Regions from separate parts of the Mus musculus genome. Here region 2 is linked to region 1. The links are chromatin contacts, called in public HiChIP or PLAC-seq maps. All regions are on one chromosome and are shown on one strand. The core of a region is the stretch at or near the end of the contact, and the rest is flanking DNA. Distances in the headings are between cores, read along the strand shown. Region 1 has its middle 27 kb from the start of Ptgis. Region 2 has its middle 21 kb from the start of B4galt5.

The links. HiChIP or PLAC-seq counts read pairs in DNA pulled down with a chosen protein or histone mark.
Region 2: a contact with region 1 is called in an H3K27ac HiChIP or PLAC-seq map of embryonic stem cells, with 6 read pairs. The contact joins two enhancer-like sites. A contact is called at or near these places in 7 of 39 promoter capture datasets (embryonic stem cells, epiblast stem cells, fetal liver and 4 more) and 2 of 115 datasets of contacts at active chromatin or transcription factors (embryonic stem cells and microglia).

Annotation. Positions count from the first base shown.
Region 1 is chr2:167,264,096-167,270,761 of GRCm38.p6, reverse strand. No RefSeq gene overlaps it. Among named protein-coding and RNA genes, the nearest start is that of Ptgis, 27 kb to the right of the region's middle. Within about 2 kb of position 4,726, at least 7 of the 459 cell types and tissues checked have an H3K27ac peak or open chromatin away from gene starts, as enhancers often do. A contact at or near this core is called in embryonic stem cells, where this site is marked.
Region 2 is chr2:167,366,011-167,373,491 of GRCm38.p6, reverse strand. No RefSeq gene overlaps it. Among named protein-coding and RNA genes, the nearest start is that of B4galt5, 21 kb to the right of the region's middle. Within about 2 kb of position 4,936, at least 123 of the 459 cell types and tissues checked have an H3K27ac peak or open chromatin away from gene starts, as enhancers often do. A contact at or near this core is called in embryonic stem cells, where this site is marked.

The DNA.
Region 1 (6,666 bases), core at 3,477-5,976:
GTGGTCAGGGCCACTCCGTTGGGGCCACTTAGCCAGGGTTAGGGTCTGCATCTGAACCAAGCTGCCCTGGCTCTTTGGCACTGACCTCTTAAGTATTGGCTCTGGCCAGTCCACAGCCACTAAACAGATAGACAAGGCTATCTTGGTGGCTCCTGGAGCTGTGACCCTTAGGGAGTATGTGTGAATCCAGGCTGGCTGAAGATGGGCAGACAGGACGAAGTGAGAGGGGGCTAGAGCCAGGAAGCCACCAGGTCATGGCTAGAGCTAATGTGGCCCTCCACTTTGGTGGTTGTGACTATTTTCCATGGCAGCAGAAGGTTCTGTCTGAGCCCAGGGCCAGCAAGAGGCCCTTTGTCATGTGGTAAGCTCGGATACCTTGGTAGCGTGGGAGGAGGAGTGGAGGCAACCATGCTGGAGCCCAGCCCTGGGGAGCCATGGGCTTTAGGCCTGGGCCCAGCAGACAGAACTGCACTGGCTGGAGTCTCCCAGAGGAAAGTTGTATCCACAGCCACTTCCAAACAACCCAGACCAGCTTGGCCTCAGCTCTGCCTCATCTCAGGCCCAGCCTCAAACTCACCTCAGCTCCACCCAAGCCCCAGCCCTATCCAAGCCCAACTTCACCCCAACTTTTAATTGGGGCTTTCTTACAGTTTCAGAGGTTTAGTTCATCATGGTGGGAAGCATGGCAGCATGCAGGCACACATAGTGCTAGAGGAGCTGAGAGTTCGACATCTTGGTCCACAGGCAGCAGCAGGAGACTGTGTGCCACACTGGGCATAGCCCTGAGCATATAAGAGATCTCTAAGTCTGCCCCCACAGTGCCACACTTCCTCCAACAAGGCCACACTTCCTGATAGTGTCACTTCCTGTGGGCCAAGCATTCACAGACATGAGTCTATCTAAACCACTACAATAGGCGAGTGGATAGATTATAGATAGATGGATGGGAAATTAATGGATGGATGGATGGATGGATGGATGGATGGTTGGATAGATGGATGGATGGATGGATGGATGGATGGATGGATGGTTGGTTGGATGGTTGGATGGATGGATGGTTGGATGAATGGATGGATGGTTAGATGGTTGGATGGTTGGATGGATGGATGGTTGGATGGATGGATGGTTGGATGGACGGATGGATGGATGGATGGATGGATGATGGATGAATGGATGGATGGATGGATGGATGGGTGGATGGATGGTTGGATAGATGGATGGATGGATGGATGGTTGGTTGGATGGTTGGATGGATGGATGGTTGGATGAATGGATGGATGGTTGGATGGTTGGATGGTTGGATGGATGGATGGTTGGATGGATGGATGGTTGGATGGACGGATGGATGGATGATGGATGGTTGGATGGATGGATGGATGGATGGTTGGATGGATGAGTGGGTGGATGGATGACTGGGTGGATGATGGTGGTTTGAATAGGTATGGCCCCATAGACACATGTATGTGAATGCTTGTCCCCATAGGCAGTGACACTATTAGGAGGTGTGCCTTGTTAGAGGAATCTTGTCACTGTGGATGGGGACTTTGAGGTCTCATATACTCAAGCTAGTGTCATATTCATTTCTGCAGTATGTGATCTAGATGAAGAACTCTCAGCTCCTTCTCCAGCACCATGTCTGCCTGTATACTGCCATGTTTCCCACCATGACAATAATGGACTAAACCTCTGAAACTGAAAGCCAGCTCCAATCAAATGCTTGCTTTCGTAAGAGTTGCCAAGATCATGGTGACTCTTCACAGTACTAAAAACCCTGACTAAGAGAGAATAGAGAGATGGGTGGATGGGGGAATGAGAGGATGGGGGATGGGTGGATGGAGGATGAGTCAGTTGCTGGATGGGTGGGTGGTAGAGGAGAATTGGCTGGGCACATGGCCAGGGCCTAATTCTGAGAAACTGACCTGGAGAAAATGACTAAGTTGCCACCCCAATCTCAGAGTTATCCATGTCAACCTTACTTTCCCTCCCTCTTGGACTCCCCAGGCTCAAGGGTCCCAAGGAAGGAAGTCTCCTCAGAGCAAAGGGCTGGTGCTCAGGGAGAGGGCGAGAGGCTAGTCTGCTTGGAACACGGTGACCTGTGGACAAACTGCAATGGTGCTTCAGTTCCTCACAGCCCAGGTGGCCTGGTCGGATCTGCCTCCACTGTCTCCTTGCTGTGGCCTAGATGGGGCTTTACCACGTGGCCCCTCTGTCTCCTTATTTGCCAAAGGGTGAAGGGCATCTATCGCACAGAAGGTGTGGATGATGCGATGAACACAGACGCATCCCCGGGGCCTTGGAGGCATTGGTGTCAGTAAGCGCTGATCACTCCTGGTGTGGTCTCTTCCTATCAATGAGCTCACTGGATTCTCATCTCAGGGACTCGTACTTTTCTGGGTGGCTCATTGCTGGCAGGTCACTCACAGGCTCTGTTGCACTTGGGTCTCAAGGGAGGCCATGGAAGGCCTGTGCCTTCACGTTGCAGAAGGTTTGGGGTAGGAGAAGTTAGAGTGACAGGTGGGGGAGCTTCAGCCTGCCCGAGCCTCTCCAACATCTGCCAAGTGCTTTGTAAGAAAGGGAGAGGCAGCCATGGGATGTACACCTGTCACCCCAGCTGTTGGGAGGCTCATGCAGGCGACTGTGGATTCTAAGCCAGCCTGGGGCACACAGTGAGGCCTTGAGTCATCCTACGGTTTAAGTCTCCATCAGTAGCAGTGTTTGCTGGATAACGTCACCGTGCTGCGGATTTATTTATACAGTTTTCCCCGCTATTTATAGGGTGAGGGTGCTGGGTTTCTGTTTTTAGTGACTTGACTGACATTCCTCTGTGTGTGTGTGTGTGTGTGTGTGTGTGTGTGTGTGTGTGTGTGTGTGTGTGTAGGGGTGTGTGCTTTTTAGTGACTCCACTGACATTCCTGTGTGTTTGTGTGGGTGGGTTGTGTGTGTAAGTGCACTCGTGTGTACTTGTGTAGAGGCTGGACGGCTGATGTCTAATGCTTTTCTCAATCACTGCCTGCTTTATCGTTATGAGATGGGGCGGTCACTGAGTCAGGGGCTTGCAGTTTTAGCTAGCCCACCTCCCCTACTGTGCCTCAAAGCCCACCTCCCACAGTGACACCAACGTCTTCCAACAAGATTACATCTTCTCCAAGAAGCATATATGCCACTTATATATGCCACTTCCTATACCCAAGCATTCATGCACTTGTGTCTATGGGAGCCATGCCTGTTCAAACCACCACACAGGGTTTCTCCGTGTAGCCCTGGCCATCTTGGAACTCACTCTGTTATTGTGGGAAATATTTTTTTTTAAGATTTATTTATTGATTATATGAAAGTACACTGTAGCTGTCTTCAGATACTCCAGAAGAGGGAGCCAGATCTCATTACGGATGGTTGTGAGCCACCATGTGGTTGCTGGGATTTGAACTCTGGACCTTCGGAAGAGCAGTCGGATGCTCTTACCCACTGAGCCATCTCACCAGCCCTGTGGGAAATATTTTAAAAATCCAACTGACACGGTCGGGAGCTTGTGCCGGTAACTCTCTGCCCTGGCGGCCTGGTTGGCTATGCACTGGCGGCAAAGGCCGACCTGTTTTTATTTTGTGGAGACTCTGACTCAGAACTCCGAAATCTCTTCACCCAGCTCACTAGGTTCCCACTGGTGGATTACTGCCACGCCAACCCTGTGCTTCAAATCCCCCACAGCCTTTGTGGTGCATCTCAGGCAAACCCTCGCTTTGCTACTTTCTCTCTTAAACCCAGATGAGCCACTGTGTGAAGGAAAACACAACACAAACTTAGTTCAGAAACAACGGTAAATTAATCGCTGGGTGCAACAACTAAAATCCTAATCTTGTAAGCCTTATTAAATCTAAATCCTCGGGCTCGCATGATGGCTCAGTGGGTAAGAGCACTGACTGCTCTTCCAAAGGTACTGAGTTCAAATCCCAGCAACCACATGGAGGCTCACAACCATCTGTAATGAGATCTGGCGCCCTCTTCTGGTGTGTCTAAAAGACAGCTACAGTGTACTTATGTATAATAATAAATAAATCTTTAAAAAAAAAAATCTAAATCCTCCAGTGGTGAATCCTGACAGATCTGCCATTGAAACTGGGAGACACTTGTAACTACATCTTGTCCTCTTGTCCTCACGCTATCCCTGTCCAAAAAGATCTAACTCTCTCCTGCTTCCTCCGTCCAACCTGGAAGTCCCTCTTACTCACCCAGTGAATGGCTCTGTATTCATTAGGGAGTTGGTTCACAAGAAATCACTTGAGTGACTCACTCCTTGTCTGTAGTACCTCCCAGGAGAACAAACTTAACATCAAAATACAAACAACAACAGGCCCACCCACAACACTCTGTAGAGGAGGCTAGCCTCTAACTTAGAGGTCTGCCTGCCTCTCCCTCCCAAGTGCGTGGTTAAAAGTGTGCTGCCGAGCCGGGCGTGGTGGCGCACGCCTTTAGTCCCAGCACTTGGGAGGCAGAGGCAGGCGGATTTCTGAATTCGAGGCCAGCCTGGTCTACAAAGTGAGTTCCAGGACAGCCAGGGCTATACAGAGAAACCCTGTCTCGAAAAACCAAAAAAAAAAAAAAAAAAAAAAAGTGCCACAACTGTCTGGCCCTTCTTTGTTCTTGATAGACTCTATTTCCTAAAGGAAGCATGCATTGCCTTCCTGTGGCCGCCCACTGAGATCTGTAGGGGTCACCAGAGGTCAGAGGAGGCAGGAAATGGCAGCTGGAGGGTACTTTCTCTGCGTCCACCACTCAGGGCAGTGCTCCTCAGAGCAGCTGTCACTCTGTCACTCGGAGCTTGATGACTCTGCTGTCACACCCACTTCCTTCAAGCCTCAGGTAGGCCCTTATACCAACTACCTGTATCATCTGTATAAATGAAATATTTTGGGTCTAGGACAACAGTCTCCCGGCAGGTTTTTTGAATCAACTGTGTGTTTTCTCCACCACCACCACCCCCTCTTAAAAAAAAAAAAAAAAAAAAAAGAAAATCAAAACAGAGAGACAGAAACGTATCATTTTGTTCCCAAATACCTTTAAGGAAACCAAAACATATTTTAGATTCCACTCCTCCCCCAGGACCTGACCGCACTGGCAGTGGGGTGGCTCTGGGTGGCATGAACACCAAGGGAGGAGACACACTGTTTTTGCGAGTTGGGGACATTTTCTACTGACCTCTGACCTTTGGCCTTTCCCCCTCCCCCTGGATTGTGGGTTCTGTCTCTCTGTCTCTAAGCCTCTCGCTGCCCACACAGGCAGGAAGGAGAGTCCCCCGTAAGTATTTAGCTTCTCCAGAAGACGCCATCTTAGTCCTGCCTGCTTCCCTCTGCATCCCATTCTCTAGGCAGCACCAGTGGAGTAATTGGTGAAGGTCTGATGGTGTTGTGCTGAGTTTGGCCCCTCCTGTAATCTGTCACTCAAAGCCACCCTCAGTGGGTCTCTGTCTGCCCTCACCAGCACACCTGTATATGCATTGACAGCTGCCTCTTATGACCAGACACTGTGCCACACCCTGATCCCCAGCCCTCCCACACATACAAGAGGTCTGCCACCGAAGAGACTTCGTCATAGCTGAGGTTAACATCCATTGCTGAGTGGACAGGAGCTCTGTGTGTGTGTGTGTGTGTGTGTGTGTGTGTCTAGGCTCCCAGCTGCTCCCCTGTATGAGGTAATGATGTATGTGTCTTCACAGCAGTAAAACCCTAAGACACCCTGAGGAGGAGGGGTCAGTGGGTGAATGCGCTCACCATGTGAACGTGGGGACCTAAGTTCAGATCCCAGAACCTTCGAAAAAGCTGGGTGTGGCAGCACACATCTATAACCTCAGTGGGGGTGGGTAGGCCTAACTAAAACAGCCAGCCCTGAGCAATGGCTGCCTTCACCTGCACCTGTGTGGGGATATTGTCAGATGTCTCCACTGAGGGAAGACCCTGAGCAATATCCGAGAGAGAGAGAGAGAGAGAGAGAGAGAGAGAGAGAGAGAGAGAGAGAGCGCCATGCTGGAAAGCAGCAGAACTGAGACTTGAAGCCAGGCTTGTCTGAGACCAAGTTGTTCTTAACTGGGATATCAGCAGCGACTCAGCTGACAGAAATGTTGAGTGCTTCAGAATTCCTTGGGAATCCCTTGGGCGAAGCGGTGCAAATGGCAGGTCCCAGACACATGTGCCAATCAGCTCTGACAATCCTGCTGCATTGCCTGATGCTGCTGGTGTGTGGATCATACTTGGAAACAGGCTCTGGGGCCTCCATTGCTCTCTCTAAAGCCCCTCTTCCCACAAATGAGCCAGACCCTGGGTATGAAGCACCTCTCTCTAGTATGGAGAGTGCCTGGTTTCTGTTGACCGTGGGCATTTGCACTTGCTATGCTCCCTGTATGTAAGACCCTTGGGTCTCCTCTATTTTGCTGGAGGTTCCTGCAGACACCAGGCTGGGAGCTAGCATCCCCAATACAGTGTCAAATGGCAGGCTCATGGTACAAGCATGTTTGGCCGTCTCTGGGCCTCTGTTTCTCTTCCTTTTCTGAGGTCTGGCAGGGCTGGAGCTCACTATGCAGGCCAGGCTGACTCGGACTCACAGTGATCTTCCTGGCGCTGCCTCCCAGGAGCTGGGATTGAAGGCGTGAGCCTCCGCCGTGCCTGGCTTTCTCAT
Region 2 (7,481 bases), core at 3,687-6,186, 100 kb before region 1:
CACAGGCTGCGCTGTAAGCTCGTGGGCAGGAGGCCTCTCTGACCAGCAGTGTTGGGTTACCCCAGTGACATTCAATTGTTCCTAAGCAAGGAGGCCCATTTCTTGGCAGCTTGGGACCCTGGATTCCAGGAAGCCCTGTGTGACTCCTGCTTGCTTCCAGTTAGCCATGTGGGTCTCACTTTTCACAGCTTATGTAAGGAAGCTTACGTGCTCTTCCCTTTATCTTGCTGGAGCTCCGGAGCACCCAGAGTACATCCCTGGCCAGGGCGGGATAGGGGATGGAGGAGAAGGGGTGTGGCCCAGGAGCATGGCCAAGTGGGACCTCATCATCCTGAGGAGCTTTGTAACGGTAGCTGGGGGACACATGGACCAATGCTTGTATGGCAGGAGCCCCTCTGCATGCAGGTGTGGTGGGAGCTAGGGGGTCAAGAAGCAGACATGACAGGCTCTGGAGGTTCTGGGTTCGAATGCCTCTCTTACTTAGAGGCTATGTGACATGGGGTGATTTTATGAAGCTGTACCCCGCTTTCTGCATCTGTACTATAGAGGAACAGCAGCAGCAGCAGCAGGCTCTCCCAGGAAGGTTCTCCCAGGTTTTCTTGTATTAAAATAGTAACTACTAGGAGTAGGCATGTAGTTCAGTTGGTAGGGTGCCTGCCTAGCACGCCAACCCAGCACTATCTAAACTGGAGTGATGGCACATGACTGTAATCCCAGCGTGCAAGAAGCAGGGGCAAGAGAATCAGGCTTTTCACGTCATCCTCGGCCACACATGGACTTGGAGGCCAGCCTGGGCTACATAACACCCCCCTAAAACCAAACCAAAACAAAGTTAACAGTGCCTTTGTACAATATGATGGCACAGAACTGTAATCCAAACATGTGAGAAGCTGAGGCAGGAGGATTGCCCAAGTGTGAGTTCGGTGTGTGAGCCTACTTCAGTCCTCCCTTCAGAAAAAAAAAAGTAGCACAGTTTGAGTCCCCCCCAACCCCAAAATATGAAGTCTGAAGTCTACGACATCCACACACATCCAGTCCTCTGAATGAGAAAGTGTTCAACTGGCTGGGTCTGTAAATATTCCAAAGTCCCCAAATCTAAAAGTAGAACTACCACATACCGGTCTCAAGCATTTTGCAGGAGGCATACTGAAACCTGTGCTCCTCGAGAGGAGGGACCAAACATGTGCCCGGGGGGCAGCCTTCCTTCTAGCTCTCTAGTAGTTATTTTGAGACAGTTTTGGGTAGCCCAGGCTGGCCCCAAACTTACTCCACAGTAAGAAGGATGACCCTGAACTTCTGGTCAAACGCCTTGCATTTGCAATGCTGAAGTGACAGACTATAGCCTTGGTTTTCTTTGAGACAGGTTCTTGCCACATAGCCCTAGCTAGCCTCCAACTAGCGGCAACCCCTCTGCCTCTACTCCTGGATCCTGGGATTGTTCCTGGATGTCGCTATAGTTCTGTGGGAGACAAACAGAAAGGCATCTATATATCTTTCAATAGGGGATGGCTGGACAAATTATGGCCCATCTATACTATTCTTTTAAAGATTTATTATTTATTTATTTATTCATTATATGAGAGTACTCTGTAGCTGTCTTCTGACACACCAGAAGAGGGTGTCAGATCTCATTACAGATGGTTGTGAGCCACCATGTGGTTGCTGGGATCTGAACTCAGGACCTTCGGAAGAGCAGTCAATGCTCCGCTGAGCCATTTCTCCAGCCCTCATCTGTACTATTGATTCTGAGCAGTGATGTAAGAGATTGGGGCATGAGCCAACAAGATCAAGATGACTCAGTTAGAGGCTCCTGTCACCAAGCCTAATGACTCCCCAGGGTAAACAGAGAGAGCACTGTGACATGTATGCATGCAAACACACACACAAATGTAATATAAATAATTTAAAAAAGAAGATTAAGATAGCACTCTATGGTTTGATCTGGAAAGACTCCCAAACTAAAATGTTCTGGGCCAGGGAGAGGGGATCAAGTATCAGAAAAATACCTGGGACATGGAAATGAAGGCAAAGTGGTAAAATGCAAAGCGGACACTGGTCATCCACACACCTGGAAATGGGTAAGCCAAGGACGGCTGGGTCCCATGCTGCCAGGAGCCAGACGGCACCATTTACATCTAAATGCAAATCAATGAAAGTTACATAATTCATAATGCATTGAGCTCCTCGATGGTGGCCAGGGCAGCCAAGCTTCAAGCCTGGCCAGTGGGAGGAGATGGTGATTATTGTAGAGAAGAGTTTCCAGAAAGAAAGTATGTCTTCTGCAAGGTGACCGCCACATTAGAACTTCAGGGCCCTGCCCCGCCCCGCCCTTCCCTTCCCTTCCCTTCCCCTCCCTTCTTCCCTTCCCTTCCCTTCCCTTCCCTTCCCTTCCCTTCCCTTCCCTTCCCTTCCCTTCCCTTCGACAGAGTCTCTCTGTGTTGTGTGCCCTTGGTTGTCCTGAAAAACTCTATGAAGATCAGGCTGGCCTTGAACTCAGAGAGCTGCTGCCTCTGCCTCCTGAGAGCTGGAATTTAAGGTGTGCTCCACTGTACTCCGCTATCTCGGGCTAGCTTTAGCCTCCTACCCCCTGTCCACTGCATCTGAGGCCCACAGCGCAGCTCCTCAGCCGTCTTTCGTCCTCCCACTTAACATTACCACCAACATACTTGAAAGGTGTCTTAGTTTCTGTTTCCTTTCCTTTCCTTTCCTTTCCTTTCCTTTCCTTTCCTTTCCTTTCCTTTCCTTTCCTTTCCTTTCCTTTCCTTTCCCCTCCCCTCCCCTCCCCTCCCCTCCCCTCCCCTCCCCTCCCCTCCCCTCCCCTCTCCTCTCCTCTTTTTTTCTTTTTTTTCCGAGACAGGGTTTCTTTGTATAGTCCTGGCTGTCCTGGAACTCACTTTGTAGACCAGGCTGGCCTTGAACTCAGAAATCTGCCTGCCTCTGCTTCCTAAGTGCTGGGATCAAAGGCGTGCGCCACCACGCCCGGCTGTGTTTGTGTTTCTTATTTCTCTGTTAGCTATAAAAAACTTTATCAAACTGTTACCATGAGATATGGAGCTTGGGGTGACCTAAGTCTGGGTTCTTGGGTCAGGCTGTACATATTTGTCTCCAGAATAAATTCCTCTCATCTTTGAGGTAAGGTGTGTGTGTGTGTGTGTGTGTGTGTGTGCATGTGTGCATTCTCGGGGGGTATCTCTCTAGTATGTATCCCTGGCTGTTCTGGAACTCTATGTAGACCAGGCTGGCCTGGAACTCAGAAATCTACCTCCCTCTGTCTTCCAAGAGCTGAGATTGATAGTGTGCCCATTATGCCCACTTTCTTTTTTGTTTGTTTGGTTTTGGTTTTTCAGGACAGAGTTTCTCTGTGTAGCCCTGGCTGTCCTGGAACTTGCTTTGTAGACCAGGCTAGCCTTGAACTCCCACAGAGATCCATCTGCGTCTGCCTTCCCAGTGCTGGGGTCAAAGATGTGTGCACCACGGCTGGCTCAGCGTTTCTTTCTTTTCTTTCTTTCTTTCTTTCTTTTTTTTTTTTTAATTATTTCATTTTTTCTCACACAATATATTTTTGATCGTTTCCCCTCTTCCAACTCCTACTAGCTTCTCCTTATCTTCTTACTCACCCAACTTGATGTTCTTTTTTTCTACACACACACACACACACACACACACACACACACACACACAAGCAATTGAAAATCAAAAGAAACAAAAATACAATATATATCAAAATTTTAAAAAATCCACACACATACACACACACTACAACCAACCACTCCTGGACATGGGAGCTGCCCCGAAGTGTACTTGGCAATACCCAGTGAGTCTCCATGGGACAGAACTGACTTTCCCTTTGCCAGTGGGCATCCATTGCAAACAGCCTCTCCGTAAGAGGTGGAAAAATTCTAAGAGCTGGAGGTGATGGACAGACACCTCCAAGGAACACAGTGAGACCAATGCACATGTGATTTCACGAGACTGAGGCAGCAGGCACAGGGCCTCCACGGACTCAAGTCATGTCCCCAAAGCACTGGGGACAGAGCAGGGTGGGTTTCACCTCCAACCAGAGCTTTGTTGTGCATTGACCCTGTTAGAGCAGAATGTACAATCAGGTGACATTGAGCTATCAGTAAGGTAAGAAAGCTAAAATGAAGGCTGGAGAGATGGCTCAGGGGTTAAGAGCACTGACTGCTTTTCCAGAGGTCCTGAGTTCAATTCCCAGCAACCACATGGTGGCCCACAACCATTTGTAAGATCTGATCTCTTCCAGTGTGTCTGAAGACAACTACAGTATACTTACATAAAACAATGAATAAATCTAAAAGAAAGAAAGAAAGAGAGAAGGAAAGAAAGAAAGAGAGGAAGAAAGGAAGAAAGAAAGAAAACTAAAGCGAGCTGGACATGCCCATAATCCTGGCTCACGGGAAGATTGCAGCAAGGGCTACACGGTACCAGGTCAGCCAGGACCCAGCCAGGACTAGAGAGCAAGGTTCCATCTCAAAAGTAAAAAGAACTGATCATCCTGCCTCTACCTCCCAAGTGACTCGGTTACAACCGTGGGCTGCCACACATGATCGAGCAAGCCAACTATATCTTGACCCTTAAACTTTATTTTATTTTTTTAATTTTCAGAAGCTAAGTTCTCCAGGTAGCCCTTGATTTATGATCCTCCTGCCTAACACTTCCTGGGTGCTGGGATCACAGACATGCACCACCAAGCGCATTATGGGGTGCTAGGACCAAGTCCGGAACTTTCTACAGGCTAGGCAAGCAAGCCGCTAATTTCTTGATAAAGGGAAGTCAAACACACACACACACACACACACACACACACACACACACACACACACACACACACACGCCGGCCAGAGAGAGGAAGTCCCAGTTCCTGCCCGCATCTCACGCTGACTTGCTGTGCCCAGGAGTAGCATCACCTTGGGGCCTCCCCACTTCTCTACCTCTCATTGGCTCAGAGACTCAACGGCCCTCCCCTCCCCGGGGCTTGAATGTTCCTGTGAATCTCTTCATGTGCCCCGGAAACCCACAGAGCTTCTTCCAATCTGTTAAAGGAAGGATTCTGCAAGGACTAGGATCGAGGCACTTCTATGACCAGCCAGCAGAGATTCCATGCTCAGTATGTGGCCTAGGCTAAAGCACACCAAGTTACACTCAGACATTTTGGGCTAACCTCTGGTGTTTAGTGAGCACTCACTATAGCCTGGAGCCCCTTTGCTCAGATGTCCGCTTTGTAGTCCTCATCAGAGGTCAGAACAGTTAGAACCTCTCCAGGTGAAATCTCGAAGTTGCCAACAGGGTCCAGGAAACCCTGGGTCTTAACTGCTGTGTCTGAGCATCTGCTGTAAAAGTAAAGATGGCGCGTGGAGCAGAAGAAATCAAGGCTCTGCCGATCGCGAGGGGGGTTGACAGAGGCTGTGTGGGCCTCTTCTGCCTCTACCGGCCTCCCAGGAAATGGGAGAGGATTTCAATCAGACAGCGGACGGGCTGGTCCACGTGCGTCCCCCACCCCACCCCCGCTACCCCCACCACGTGGAGAAGTTCAAGTGGTCGGACCTGGTTCTTCCCTCTGCCTTCACACTGCTGTCTTCTTTGGAGTCCTGTGTCGTCAGTCCACCATATCCCTCGGCCCCACCCCCTCTTGGAGAGAAACTTCTGCCAGGGCGCACCTGTAGGGTGAGTGCGTGGGTGTGAGAGGTGGACGAGGAAGGGAGGTTTCTAGAGGAAATATTTCACAGAGAGAGAGAGAGAGAGAGAGAGAGAGAGAGAGAGAGAGAGAGAGAGAGAGAGAGAGAGAGAATGTGCGTGTGTGTGTGTGTGTGTGTGTGTGTGTGTGTGTGTGTGTGTGTGTGTGTGTGTAAGCACTACTCCTTTAGTGACCTAAAGGAAACCAGCGTGTGGTTATGCTGATAATGCCCAGCAGCGAAACCTCAGAGGATTGAATGGCAAGCCCTGGTTGGTTCCTGCAGACCCAGGCAGGATGCCTGAGTTCTCTCTTGAGGGCAATGGGGCACTATGGGAGAGTTTGGAGGGAAACGTGCGAATGCAATTTCCTGACATCCGATTTTGCTGTAATAAACACCGGCTTGATTGCCATGGCCTGTCCAGCCTGCTTTCTTCTATTTGTCTTTCTCTCTCTCTTACTTTCTTTCAGTTTTATTTCTTTTCTTTTCTTTCTTTCTTTCTTTCTTTCTTTCTTTTTTTTTTTTTTTTTTTTTGAGCCAGGGACACACTAGGCAAGTACCCCACCAGCTGAGCCACACCCCCAAGCCCAGGATTTGGATTTTATTCTGAATAAAGCTGAAGAGGAGTCACGGGGGTGAGGGGGTGGGGATGGGGGTGGGAGTGGGGGGGGGGGCCAGCACACTGAAGTCTTAGCAATCAGGGTAGGAGGCTGAGGCCCAGGGACTGTCTTCCCAGACAAGCAACGGCCATCTTAGACATCTTAGACAGCCCAGCTGTGCCTGCTTGCAAAGGATGTCCCATCTGGGCTGGTTGGCAGTTTGTGTCCTCTCATGGAAGTTTAGGAAGGGTCATGACAGCCACACTTAAAGTTCCCAGCCACTCCCTGCTACCTGCTGACAGCTCTGGACTAATTGCACATGGCCTCTCTGAAGGGCTGGAGTATATAGCCACAGAAGATGAAAGCTTAGGCCCACTGGGTTTAGGTGTGGCCTATTGTGTTTTTTTTTTTTCTTTTAAGGATTTATTTATTTTACTTATATGAATACACTGTAGCTGTCTTCAGACACACCGGAAGAGGGCTTCAGATCCCATTACAGATGGTTATGAGCCACCATGTGATTGCTAGGAATTGAACTCAGGACCTCTGGAAGAGCAGTCAGTGCTCTCAACAACTGAGCCATCTCTCTAGCCCTCACTTAAGCTCTTTAAGGAACCCCAATAATCACATTGGTCCCAGGGTGAACTTGGTGGCATTGTGCCTCGCTTTGCTGCTAGGACCTTAGGAGAAGAAGCCAGTGTTGACTCTCCCCCCCTGGGAAGGGATTTAAACAAGCCTGACGGAACTAATTACACCCCCTGATTCTAGCGCTGCAGAGGCACAGAGAGGACGATCCTTGGGGCTCACCAGCCTAATCAGGGAGCCTCAAATCCCAGTGAGACCAGAGAGAGAGACCCTGCCTCAAAATCAATAAATTAATTAAAAAAGCACATCTGCATTAAACCCTCCTCACAGAAATGTGTTGTGCACATGACTGCAAGGGTCACTGAGTAGACTGAGGGAGTATGCATGGTGAGCTTGCTGCTGTGCCTGGCACGGTAAGTATTAGCCCAATCCGTAGTAGGTGTCGTTGTTGCTATTTTACTGTCCTTTTTATTTATTTATTTATTTTCATTTCCTGTCCATTGGTGCTTTGCCTGCATGCACGTTTCTGCGTCTATGCAAGAGTGTTGGATCACCTGGAACTGGAGTTGCAGACAGGTGTGAGCTGTCATGTCGGTGTGGGACT